2 separate regions of the Oryctolagus cuniculus genome follow, and region 2 is linked to region 1. A link is a contact called in public Hi-C data. All regions are on one chromosome and are shown on one strand. Each heading gives the region's core, a stretch centred on a gene start, on an enhancer-like site or on the middle of the called end of the contact. The rest is flanking DNA. Distances are from core to core; before and after follow the strand shown.

What was found. A called contact is a pair of places that touch in the nucleus more often than the background predicts.
Region 2: a Hi-C map of an unstated tissue shows a contact between it and region 1, with 3 times the contacts expected there. The contact joins the enhancer-like site here to the promoter of CAVIN3 in region 1. A contact is called at or near these places in 2 of 6 Hi-C or Micro-C datasets (ear pinna and an unstated tissue).

Annotation. Positions count from the first base shown.
Region 1 is chr1:60,559,691-60,566,198 of mOryCun1.1, reverse strand. It overlaps CAVIN3 (caveolae associated protein 3), which reads right to left and starts at 2,761. Exons shown (of 2, transcript XM_002708757.5): 1 at 2,055-2,761; 2 at 928-1,503. The coding sequence starts at 2,438. The coding sequence ends at 1,102.
Region 2 is chr1:60,633,773-60,640,280 of mOryCun1.1, reverse strand. No RefSeq gene overlaps it. Among named protein-coding and RNA genes, the nearest start is that of CCKBR, 9.2 kb to the right of the region's middle. Within about 2 kb of position 3,975, at least 1 of the 8 cell types and tissues checked has an H3K27ac peak or open chromatin away from gene starts, as enhancers often do.

The sequences.
Region 1 (6,508 bases), core at 1,512-4,011:
AACATTTCAAGGAACTGGCATGGCAAGTGATGACTATTGGACATTACATGACATGCTGTCAGTTTCTTATAAGTAGAAGGAAAATAAAGTAACAAAAAATACTGAAGTGAAAGAAGAGTCCTTGAGAGGGACCCGTGGAAATTTTGAATTCACACCTACACCGGTTGTAAAGACATCTGAGATGACCCTATTCCGTGGACATGGACTGCTGTTCTGATGTGTCTTGTATCTTGAGAGCCAGATGGCATGTGTTGTTGTGCTCTGCTGTGTTATATGTACAAGGACAAATATAATGCCTTAAGTAAACAATCTGTGTTGACAATAAAAAAAAAAAATCAATGGGGTAACTGTTTCCTTGGGGGACAGGAGTGAGGGAGGCTGAGCCAACAAAGACTCCAAGGTTTCTGAGTGAATGATGGAGCCGTTCACCGGTAGAGAAAACACAAAATGGGGAGAAAGTTTGAACCAGGCCTGGTAGGGTGTGCCACATAGTAAGTATTCAATAAATAGCTGTTGGCTTGAAATGGAACTTAACTAAAAGGAAGAACGATCACTACTTCTAGAATACTTTTCCACTGCAGCTCAAGACAGTGATCTGGCTGGTATGCAGCAGCTGGGAGAAGCCTGAGTGAATATCAGCTGGAAAGGACCCAGAGTGAATCCCGGAAAACTCAGCTTCCAGGAGGTGGCAGAGGAAGAAGAGACTAAGAGGAAAACCATGAGTGGACGGTTACTGAGCAATTTCAACAAAGCACCGCCCTGGATGCTAAGAAAGAAAGTGTGCGTCTGGAAGAGGAAAGTGAGCAGCAAGTGGCCACTGGGGAGAAATATCAATTAACACTGAAGCCACATTCCCCGTTCCAACATGGTCTTAATCCACCTACTGCCTTCCCAACCCCACCCTCACCCCTGCACACAGAGCCTGGATTTCGAGGAAATTACTTTTATTGAGCTTAGCGCAAGCAGGAGTGAGGAGCCTGGGAGGGCCAGTGCAGGCTGTGGGTACAGGATTCGCTCCTTATTTGGGCGTGAGTGCAGCACTCTCAAAAGAATTTACTTTGCGACAAGGCACAGACACAGAGAGGGCAGGCAGCACCAGCCCTAGGCGGCACTCTGTATTTCCAGCTGAGCCGCTTCGGCAGCCCCAGGTCTCCCGGGATCTTCCTCGGTGTCCTTGGGAGGGTCTGGCTCCAGAGCGGCCTCGAGCGCAGGCTGGGCTTCGGGCTGGCTTTCAGCACGGCGGCCTGGCCCGAGGCGGGGCGGCTTGACGGGCGTGGCCGACGGCGCTGCAGGGCCTTTCCGGCCAGAAAGGGCCCTTCTCAGACTCTGGACCTTCTCCAACCCCGTGCGCCGCAGCCGCCGAGCCCGGGACTCCACCGGCTCCTCATCCGAGCTCTCGCCAACTTCGGCCTCTGGCTGCTCTGGGCTCGGCTCGGACTGGTCGGCCAGGGCCAGGGGCTCTGGCGCCTTCTGGAAGGCACTGGCTGGGATCTCGGCCTCCTCCTGCGTGTGACAGACAAAGCATTGACCCGGCAGCCACTTAACCCCGATCACCCTGACACTCGCTCAGATGCTCAAGGATAATCCGCCCCGCCCTTTATTTTGGCAGCTGGAGGGAGAAAGAAAAGGCAGACAGGGAAGGGAGGGAGGTAGGGGGAGGAGCTGCAAATGAACTGCCTTGGTTTGTCAAGCAGTTGGGAGCCACATAGAGGCTTGACATCAGGCTAGCGGCCTCGTGGGCACGAACTGGAGCGGGCCGAGAATTGCACCGGACGCACTGCTACCCCCATTATCTCCACTGGGGGATGGGCTGGACTTGGACCACATTCCTGAGCTTTAAGCTGGGCGACCTGGCAAGGCCAGGCGTGGGAGAGAGAAGCGGGACTTCGTTGTGGGAAGTCGGCGCGACTCTGGAATTTTGTTCCACAGCTTCGCTCGGCGGGCGGGGTCCAGAATGTGGGTGGGGTAGGCAAATTGGGGAAGGGGTGGTCCCCAGATGGTGGCCCGGAGGCGGGAAGAGGCCCCGGATTGGGGGAACGCCTGAGGTCACTGACCTTGAAGAGCAGGACGTGGAGCTTCCCGCGCGCCACCAACAGCCCGTGGTTGGCCTCCAGCCGCTGCATCTGGGCGGCACGGCGCACCGCGCGCTCCTGGGCGGCGTCGGCGTGCGAGCCCACGCGCTCCGCCTTGGCCAGAAGCTGCGCCAGCGTGTTGCTGGTGGTGTCGTGGCTGCGACTCAACGCGCCCAGGCCGCTCTGGATGCGGCGCACCGAGCCCGCCAGGCCGCCCTGCCGCTGAGCCAGGCCTCCTTGCCGCTCGCGCAGCGCCTCCAGCATGGTGGCCAGCTTCTCCAGCAGGGTCACCACCGTCACGGCGTGCACGGGACCCTTCACCGGCGCCCCAGGCACAGGCCCGGGTTCCAGCGCGCTCTCCCCCATGATCCCAGACCGCCCTGCCTGCTCTCCCCGCGGCCGCTGGCTGCGCTCTGGGCTGGGGCCGCCTTTCCCCGGCTCCTCCCCAGCCCCTGCCGTGACTCAGGCAGGCGGAGTTGGCCTTTGCAGGCGGCGGGAGAGCGAGGGGCGGGATGTAGGAGCAGGGTCCTTTGGAGGCGCTCCCCCTGCTGCTGCTCCGCCCCAGGACCCGCGGGGAAGCAAGTTGGCCCAGAATCGGCCCCCCGCGAACCCTCTCGCTGAGTCTGCGTTCCCCTCCCCCGTCCCAATTCCCTAGTGTGCCTTTTTCTGGAACGTACCCTTCCCACGGCAAAGGACGACGAGTCACGGAAATTTTTATTTATTGCATCGAGTGGGCAGAGAAACTATGTTAGTGCGGCAAAAGGATAACCAGAACGGCGCCCGCCCTCGGCTTCCCACGTAGCTGAAAGTCGTGTTTGCGCGGCCCCCAGGCTGGGCGCGGTGGGCAGGGAGGCCCTGGAATGTTCCGCCGCAAAGCGAGAACTCTCCTGGCTGAGGCCCGAGTCCTGACTGACTGTGCACAGGGAGCGGGCGGGGCATCCCCTGGTATTTTCTAACAGTCACTGCCAGGGTTTAGCCGGCGGCTTTGTTTCTTGCGTCTCTGTTTTTTCCTGCTGGGTAGAATTATCCTGTTTTCTTTCTCTAATTCTCTTTCTTTGAGCGTCAAGGGTAAAGCTCAGCAGCGCCTGCCTCACGCACCTCTAACTTGGAGGACAAACGAGAAAGCTTTACAACCTTTGGAAGGTTGTAAAGGGTTAGATTGGGTGCTGGTATGTCTGTTTTGACGGGAGTTGACTGTGGCTCCTGCCTGATGCTCTGCCCAACCCGCTCGGGACACGAGCTTACAATTTTGTGCCTACTGAGAATGAGGGTTTGAAAATGCCGCTGCAGCAGGGGGGAGTGAGCCTGAAGGACCAAGTTAACGACGCGGATCGCGAATTGACGTCGTTAGTTTGGAAAACCCTGTGCGTTATCTAGCAATGCTCAGCAAGCTGATCGCAGTCTCCTGGCTCTGACGCTGATCCTGAGACCTCTCGCCCTGTTTGTCTCCTCACCCAGCCTGTGGGGGGCACTTGACAAGACTCTGGAAGAACTCGGTGTCAGAGGCCCAAAAGGCCCTAAAGCCTGACTTCCATAGAATTACAGCAAAGAATGGGCAACAAACCCCTGATATCTGTCAATGCTAAAATAGTACAAGGTCATATAGCCTGTTCCCTGTAACTAGAGAAAATGAATGCTCTTGGGAACCTGGTGGGAATCACCGTCTCTTCCAGTGTAGCTATACTTGTTCAGAGAGACCAGTCAGCGATGGGCCAGTTAAAAGATTTTCAGACTAAGGGAACCAAAGCACCAACTCAGACTGTTCTCAATAACAGGAAACCCAATTCAAACAAGTGGAAAATATTCTAGTAGAGTGATGATTAAGTGGGCTACAGTTCTCTCGGTCATGTGTGCACCACCCACCGCAGCACCAACACCACCACCTGATTTCAGTTTTATTCTCCCGCTGGTAGTAAGATAGCTGTGGCAGTTCCAGGCCACACATATCTTAATAAGGTACAGAATAAAGAGGAGACCACCTGAAAACTTCAGGACACTGATGTTCCAAAAGCCTCCAGAACCTCCTCTTGCCTGGATTACGTGGCCACTCCAGATACCACTTCCATGGCTAAGAAAGTATCATGCATTGAAAGGCTTAGACCCGAGTTCCTTATCCAATCAGAAGAGAGCTAAGGAGTACCTTTTAATAAATTAGACTTACTCCTGGAGCAGGGTATGTTCAGCTTCCCTGAGGGCATATGGGTGATTTGATAAGAAACTGTATTTATCTTAAAAATCTGGTACTGCTAGGAATGGTTAGAAGGTCAAAAATATCTACCACAGGAAATCTTTCAGTGCATTTGAAAGAACTACTTGAGTAATTTTCAAAGACCTGCTAAATATCTATGATTGTGTAGAATAAGGAGGACCTTAAAGCTTAGCAATAGAGCCAATGTTGATTCTACTAGCTTTATCCCCCAAAACTTCAAGTGTAAAATCCATAGGAGCTGACTGATATTGGAAAATGGAAGCCCATGAGATGAGTAGAAATAACATGGGCCCCCTAGAAGGACGCCTGAGTCAACAAAGCCCAGATAGAAATTGTGGTAAGGTGACCTTGGTCATTCCCAGGAAGAGTCATGTAGCAGCTTCTGATGAAGGTGAAAAAAGAAAACAAGGATGTAGAGGGATACCCTCTGTTAAAAGATAAACTTGGGAGGGTGGTGCTGTGGCATAGTAGTATAAACCTCCACCTGTGGTGCTGGAATCTCATAGGAGTGCCAGTTCAAGTCCCCACTGCTCCACTTCTGATCCAGCTCTCTGTTAATGACCTGGGAAAACAGTGGAAGATGGCACAAGTGCGTGGGCCCCTGCACCCATATGGGAAACCTGGTTCATGGCTCTTGGCTTTGAATCAGCCCAGCTCCGGCCATTTGGGGAATGAACCAGCAGATGGAAGACCTCTCTCTCTGCCTCTCCCTCTCTCTGTAACTCTTTAAAAAATAGAAGATAAACTTAGACATTCAGTGTTTAAAGAGTTTATTTGAGCAAAAAAATGATTCATGAATTGGGCAGCACTCAAGACCACAAGAGGTTCACAGAGCTCCTCAACAGCAGCTTTCGTCAGCTGAATGTGGAAGAACTGTGCACCAAAATAAACCTCTTCCTCTAGAAAGTTGGCCACTTCAGGTATTTCATTATAGTAAGAGAGAAACTGACTAGCATGGAGATCATTTGGGGGTCCCTACAGTATCAACATACTTGTAATGTCGATGATGATTAATCAGTGGGTATACAGATGCCCCTTGACTTATGATGGGATTACATCCCAAAAAACCCATTCTAAGTTGACATTATTGTAATTCAAAAACACATTTAGAATGCCTAACCTATCGAGCATCATAGCTTAGCAACACAGGGCACTTTAGAGGGTTGCTTGCTTACCCTCATGATCACGTGACAGAGAGCCATGCTCACTGCCCCTGTCCAGCATTGCCAGAGAGTATCTTTCTGCACATCACTGGACTGGGAAAAGATCAAAATTCATAACTCACAGTATGATTTCTACTGGATACATATTTCTTTTGCTCTATCATTAGAGTCTAAAAATTCAAAATGAGGTCATTGTAATTTAGGGATGGTCCATGTGGTTGCCCAGGACTACCAGAACAAAGGACCATAAACTAGGCAGCTTAAAGCATAAGAAACCTGTTTTCTCCTGAGACTAAAGTCAAGAAGTCTGAAATCAAGGGCGTGGCAGGGCCATGTACCTTACAAAGCTTCTGGTGATGAGTGTTCTTTGCCTCTTTTAGCTTCTGATCACCCTCAGGGGGCTCATAGTTCTGAAGTTCAAGTTAAAGATTGTCCAGTCCCAAGGATTAGGCATCTGGAGACATCAGCAAATAGCAATGGTAGAGCCATGTGTGGAGGAAGAATCACATAAGTCAGGAAGCAGAGAGAGCATTTGGGCCCAACTCAGGCTTTCCTATGAGAACTGCCTTCCAAGAACACAGCCCCATTGACCTAAGGACCTTCAACTAGCCCCCTCTCCTAAAAACCAAAATTGCATGAAGTATCTGCCCTCTTAGTACCATTAACTTGTGACTTAGCGGTTTAATTATCTTGCATGAGTTTGGGAGCCAGTTCAGTTCAAACCATAGCAACTTCTCCAGTTATTTCTCTGCAGTGTGAAAGTCTCTGTAGGAAAAATTAATAGAACCTGAAGAGTCTCACAGAGGCCTCAGGTCTCATCTTTCCTTCCAACTTACAATGCCCAAGGGCTCCAAAAATGATGCCCCAAAGTTTGGCTCTTTGGCATGCTGGGTACTCTGAACTAGGAGAGCTGGCAAGAGGTCAGAGCAAGATCTCTCTGACTTTCTTCTAGTCTCCTATATCCCCCTTGTTTTTCTCTCTCCTAAGCAATGCAGAGAAATCAGAGCTCCTTTTCTCTAAAATAAATTATAGAAATTAGAATTCCTCTCCCCCTAGACAAGCTC
Region 2 (6,508 bases), core at 2,726-5,225, 73 kb before region 1:
TCAGAGTCGGTGAACTCAGGGGGCTTCCATAGCCTTGGCAGCTCATGACAAGAGCCTAGGGTGATTACTGACGCCATAAACAAGAGTGTCAATTTGTTAAGTCAACAACAGGAGTCACTGTGCACTTACTCCTCATGTAGGATCTTTGTCCTTAGTGTGCTGTACATTGAGATTTAATGCTATAACTAGTACTCAAACAGTATTTTTCACTTTATGTTTCTGTGTGGGAGCAAACTGTTGAAATCTTTACTTAATGTATGCTAAACTGATCTTCTGTATATAAAGAGAATTGAAAATGAATCTTGATGTGAATGGAAGGGGAGAGGGAGTGGGAAAGGGGAGGGTTGCGGGTGGGAGGGACGTTATGGTGGGGGGGGGAAGCCATTGTAATCCATAAGCTGTACTTTGGAAATTTATATTCATTAAATAAAAGTTAAAAAGTTAAAAAAAGAAACAGTAAAAAAATTAAAAAAAATTTAAAAAAATCTCAATCTTCAAATCTCAGTTTTCAGCTTCTACTACCGGATTGACAAAGCCCCCTGCTTTTTAAATCTCATCTGATCAGGTTAGGTTCATCTAGATAATCTCCCTATTTTCAGGTCAGTTGATGATTAACGTTAAGTAATCTGCAAAGACCCTTTTGCTGCGCTCATGGAAATAACACCAGAAGCCAAAGGTAACAGGAGGTAGAGTTCTATCACAGAGTCTCTAGAGGAGGAAAGAAACCCAGACCCCACTTCTAGAGAGGGCCCAGAATAAGGAGCAGTAGGAGTTGGGTCTTTGAAAATGAGAGTGATCACCATGCTGGAGCAGGTTCTATAATCTCAGAGAAGTACACTGTAGGGGCATGCAGGCTTCAGCAAGGCACATGTCAGTATAACCAGTGTGGTTAGAAGACCAGAGCATGCTGGCACTGTGGTGTAGTGGGTAAAGCAGTGCTGGCATCCCATATGGGCGCTGGTTCATGTCCTGGCTGCTCCTTTTCTGATCCAGCTCTCTGCTATAGCCTGGGAAAGCAGTAGAAAATGGCTTCAGTCCTTGGGCCCCTGCATCCACGTGGGAGACCCGGAAGAAGCTCCTGGTTCCTCGCTTGGGATCAGTGCAGCTCCAGCTGTAGCAGCCATTTGGGGAGTGAACCAGCAGATGGAAGACCTTTCTCTCTCTCTCTGCCTCTACCTCTACCTCTACCTCTCTGTAACTCTGTCTTTCAAATAAATTAAATAAATCTAAAAAAAAAGACTTTTACTTATTTATTTGATAGGTAGAGTTACAGAGGGAGAAACAGAAAGGTCTTCTATCCACTGGTTCACTCCCCAAATGGCTGCAATGGCCAGAGCTGGGCTGATCCCAAGCCAGGAACCAGGAGCTTGTTCCGGGTCTCCCACACAGGTTCAGGGACTCAAGCACTTGGGCTACCTTCTATTGCTTTCCTAGGCTATAGCAGAGAGCTGGATTAGAAGAGGAGCAGCCAGGACAGGAACCGGTACCCATAAGGGATGCCAGCACTGCAGGCAAAGGCTTAGCCTACTATACCACAGCACCAGCCACAATGCCCATTTTTTTCACATACTGTTGTAGAATAATTTACAATATATTGCTATACATAGGTTATCCCTTTGGTTCTGATAACAATGTTGTGATGTCTAAGTGGTTATGATGCTCATTTTTCCAGACCATGAAACTGAAGCCCATAGGGCAATTAAAATACTAGATTTTATTTATTGAGAAGTTATTTTATACAAGATCCTGGGCTTAAGTGCCTTGTCTCAACTAACCCTTACAACTGTCTGAGGTAGATGCCATTACTACTCCATTTTGAAATGAGGAAACTGAAGCTCTGGAATTAGATAACTTTACAATATCACAGGGCTCCTAAATCATGTGGAATGAAACCCAAGTCTGTTACGCTGGTTCATTAAAGAAAATATGGAAAGATACTACCTCAAATTGAGGCCAAAGCCGGGAAAGTTCCTTTCTCGAGGGTGCCTGTTGTGAGCCGTAACTGTGGTAACCAGGGGAGAAGGAGCCAGTTTCTGAATCACTGGCAAGGTTGCCTAGTGTGCTGGAGGGTGATCTCCAGGCTGCAGGCGAAGACAAGAGACCACCCACTGCTCTGGAGGACAGCTACCAATTGCAGCTCCCCGATCTGTACATGTGCAGCTGTGAGCAGTGGGCAGGAATTTTGGAGACACTGCTGGATTGCTTCAGGGACAGCAAGGCTGCTCAAAGTCCCTCCTGCTGAGAGACCAGCTGCTTCCAGTTCAGCCCTTCTCCTTCCCACAGGACCTAGGGCCTCCCTTACTTCTCTCTTTGGGTCATGACCCCAGGATACCTCAGCCTGGCCATGATTTGGGATGTACACCCCTTCTCTGAGTGTTCCCAGTTAGTTACTCCCTGCAAGAAACTTCTTCAGCCCACTGCCACACCCAACCTGCCTCACCCTTTTCTTCCACTGAAGACAGAGGAAATAAAGTATCAGAGCTGGGGAGGGGCTGGATTCTAGTTTGGGGATGAAGCTAGGGTTTGGCTTGAGGTTAGGCTCAGAGATAGATTGTCAAGCTGGGTTAGAGTTGGGCCCAGAGTTATGGCTCACGTCAGAGCAAGTATTAAAGTACAGCACATGGAGAAGAGCCTGTACTTGGAGCCAATCAGAGCTCTGAAACATCACTTATTAGCTGGGAACTTTCACCCATTTTCATAAAAATCTTTCGGGGTTGTTGCGAGAAATGCTTAGAGAATTAAAATGTAAATGAGATAATTAATGTAAACTTCCCACCAGTGCCTGGCAGATAGCAATTTCTTCCTTTAAAATTTTTAATTATTTACTTAAGAGAAAAGTAGAAATAGCACTCCCATCTGCTGGTTTACTTCCCAATGTCCCACACTGAGAGGGAGCAGAAGGGGCAAATCAGAGAACTTGGAACTCAGAATAGGTCTCCCGTGTGTGTGGCAGGAACTCAATTACTTGAGGCATTGCCACTCCTTCCCAGGGTGTGCATTCACAAGAAGCTGGAGTCAGGTGCTAAATCCAGGTATCAAACCCCTTAACTCTGATATAGGGTGCAGGCCTCCTAATAGCTAGGCCAAATGAATGGAAGCTATATCTGCCACACACGTTCCTGTCTCAGCAGTCGTGCCTTTGCTCTGGTCGTCCAGTCCTGCCTGGCCCAAACCCTTGGCTGGTAACTCCAGGACTGGCCAGCAGAGGGCGGAAGGCACTCCTTCCCACCCTTCCAGCTCCTTCCAGGCCACAGGATTGCCCTGCTTTGAAAAACTGACAGAACATTCAGGAAGAAATGGAAACTTAGGTACAGGTAATGATGTTGGGGAATCCTGATCACAACTGTTCTGTAAAACTCTTGTTTAGGTATTTTCACAAGGACTGATAAATTAGCAGTGATACTGACGGAAAGCACTGAGGAAGTTGTTCCAAATCAGACTAAAGCTGCCTTGTTGAAGCAGCACCAATTGAATAGATGGGAACATTCAGGATTGCCCTCCCCGTGGACTGAAAATTCCTTGTGTTTTCTCCCAGAGAACACATGGATCCAGAGGCCCATGGATCCTCTGTGTGTCTGACACTGCTGTTCCAGCTCTGTGCCTCTGCCCATTGTTCTCAGGCTTTCCGTTCAGCAGGTCCAATGGGGGCCCCAGAAGTGAATAACTTGGGTGCCTTCTTTGAAGCCCTCACTCCAAATGACTTTCCTTTGGCTTCTTTAACCCTCAAGATAGACCCTGACCTGGAAGACCCAGGCCACTCTTGGCCCACCTGTGATGGCTCATGTCTAAAACCAAGTATGACCATCTGGCCAGAGCTAGCTCCTGGGTGTGTGCATTGGCTCTCCTCCAGCACAAGCCCCAGGGACCTAGAAGCCAGCCCTTTCCTTGGTTTCTTTTCTCCTTCCAACATCTCTGTCTGTTCTGGCTCCAGTCTGCCTGCCTTCTCAGCCTGATCTCTTTGTTTAATTATCCCAAGAGAAGGGCCTACTGCGTAGGCAGGGAATGTGTGGGCAGGAGCTTAGCACAAACACGTATCTGCACATCATAGAAATGCAGAGAAGAGAGAGAGCCTTGAAAGATGTGAGGAGATGGTGCCCTAATCAAACACAGTGGGAGGAGCTGGGCAGGTAGGGAAATGGGCAAGCTGGACAGCCCAAGGACTTTGCTGTGGCTGGCTTCTCTCCTACCTCTGGATCTCAGCTGCATGTGCATGCGTCCATCCAGTGATGCTGGAGGCAGAGTCCATTGTATGACCTCCAGGCTACCGTGTGTTTGATCTCTGGGTCTGCTGAGTGAAGAGCTGGTATTTTGTAGATCTGCAAGCTACCTAGAATAAGCAATACCTTAAAAAGCAAGTTATCTGGTTATGCATTAGGCACCATAGTCTCCTCTCTGTGGTTGTTTTCCCTGAACGTTTACTGAAGGGTTATTTAAATGTTCCCCTCTTATCTCAGTTGTGATATAAGATATTGAAAGAAGGATCATGTGCCCACACTTGGGCTGGTGGAGCAGTGGTATGGTATGGGTGATTGAGACTTCCCCAAGGGTAAGGTAAATTGTTCAAACTGTAAGAATCAAGTTAGGTGTTCCAGAAACCCACTACAAAAACACAAAGCAAAACATAACAAAGGCCTTAGTAGGTCTAGCCTTGAGTTAGAAAGACAGCCTTCCCCAGATGGAAGCTGGTCCTCCTTCATGTCACCTTGCTCTTGCTGCCTTGCCCTGTTAACTTTCTTGTTCTGGGACACAAATCCAGGTCTCTCTCTGATGGCTGCCCATGTGGACTTTGTCATGCCCTCTTTGCTCTGATCTAAAGCCTCCCAGATTCTGTGCCCTGAGCAATTCCATTCCCTCCAAATGCTGGCTTATGCCTGGCATCGATGGGATTTCCTGATTTTGAGAAATGAGCACTGTATTTCATTCCCTCTTTCTGGTGAGGGCTCTCTTCCTGGTTTACAGGAAGCTGCCCTTTTTTCTATGTCCTTACATGGCCTTCCCTCTGTGCATGGTGGAGAGAGGGAGAGAACAATGGGGTGGGAGGGAGGGAAATACAGAAAGAGATTGATTTAGCACTTCTTCCTTTTCTTATAAGGACACTCATCCTATTGGATTAGAGACCCACTTCTATGATCTCATTTAATCTTAATTACCTCCTCAAAGGCTCTTCCTCCAAATACAGTCACGAAAGCAGGATCAGACCCTTGGAATACAGACAAAAAAAAGGACAATCACAAGACATAGAATTGTAGTAACTGTGAGAATCACTGTATTGAGAAGTTACAAAAGCACACTGAAGAGATCCCTAACCCAGACTGATGGTGTTAAGAGCTTCAATGGAGTTTAGTTTTCTGGAACTTCTTTTCCAAGACAAGCAAACATTTATATCCTTTGATGTTCTTTGAACATTCTCTCAATTCCTATTATTACTACAACCAGCAGTCCCCTAAAAATGGTCTATCCTCTGTAGACAATATGGTTTCTCATCCCCCCACAACTCACATAGCACACACTAGGGGTCCTGGGCTCATTCTAACTCTTCTCTCCTAATAGACCCCTGCTCCTCAAACCTCAATTGATTCGTTGTGCTACCTACCCTCCTGCCTTACTCATGGATGACAACTATAAATCTTCAGGAGCCCACCCACTACTCATTTTAGCCTTTGCTCCCCCCCCCCAATCCTTTCTTCTCCAAAACCAGCTGAGGTTTCATGGTCCATTATCTCACCCTTGTCTCTTTTATTTACTATCATATACTCCTAATAAAATTCCAGCACTGGATAAACTTAACCATCAACATTCTCCATGCTTGCATCCAACTAGCTGAGCTCTGCTGGAGAAACTGACACCACTAGAAAATCATGGTCATCAATACTCAAGTGAGTTCTCTATATATTCCTATCGCCTCATTATATTTCTCTAGTCTCCAGTTTCCTTCTCCTATTATATACAGTTTTCTTAAGCCACATTGACTCTTTTTAAAAAAATTTATTTATTTGAAAGGCAGAGTTACAGAGAGACAGAGAGACAGAAACAGAGAGAGAGGGAGAGAAGGAGAGGTTGGAGAAGAGAGGGAGAGAGAGAGAGAGAGAGCAAGCTTCCATCTACTGGATCACACCCCAAATGCCCACAATGGCCTGAGCTGGGCCAATCCAAAGCCAGGAGCCAGGAGCTTCTTCCGGGTCTCCCATGTGGATGTAAGGGCCCAAGGACTTAGGTATTTTCTAATGCTTTCCCAGTCCATAGTAGAGAGCTGGATTGGAAGTGGAGCAGCAGGGACTCCAACAGATGCCTATATGAGATGCCAGCATTGCATGCAGCAGCTTTACCCACTATGCCACAGTGCCAGTCCTCCATGCTGCCTCTTAAGCTTTCAATCACCCCCCCACACACACACACACACACAGATCTCCAGCTTCAAAAGGAAAATAGGAATTATCAGACAGTAACTCCCCATCAAATCTACAGTCTGTTATTTTTGTCAAGATGTTGGTTAGGTTGCTATGACGAT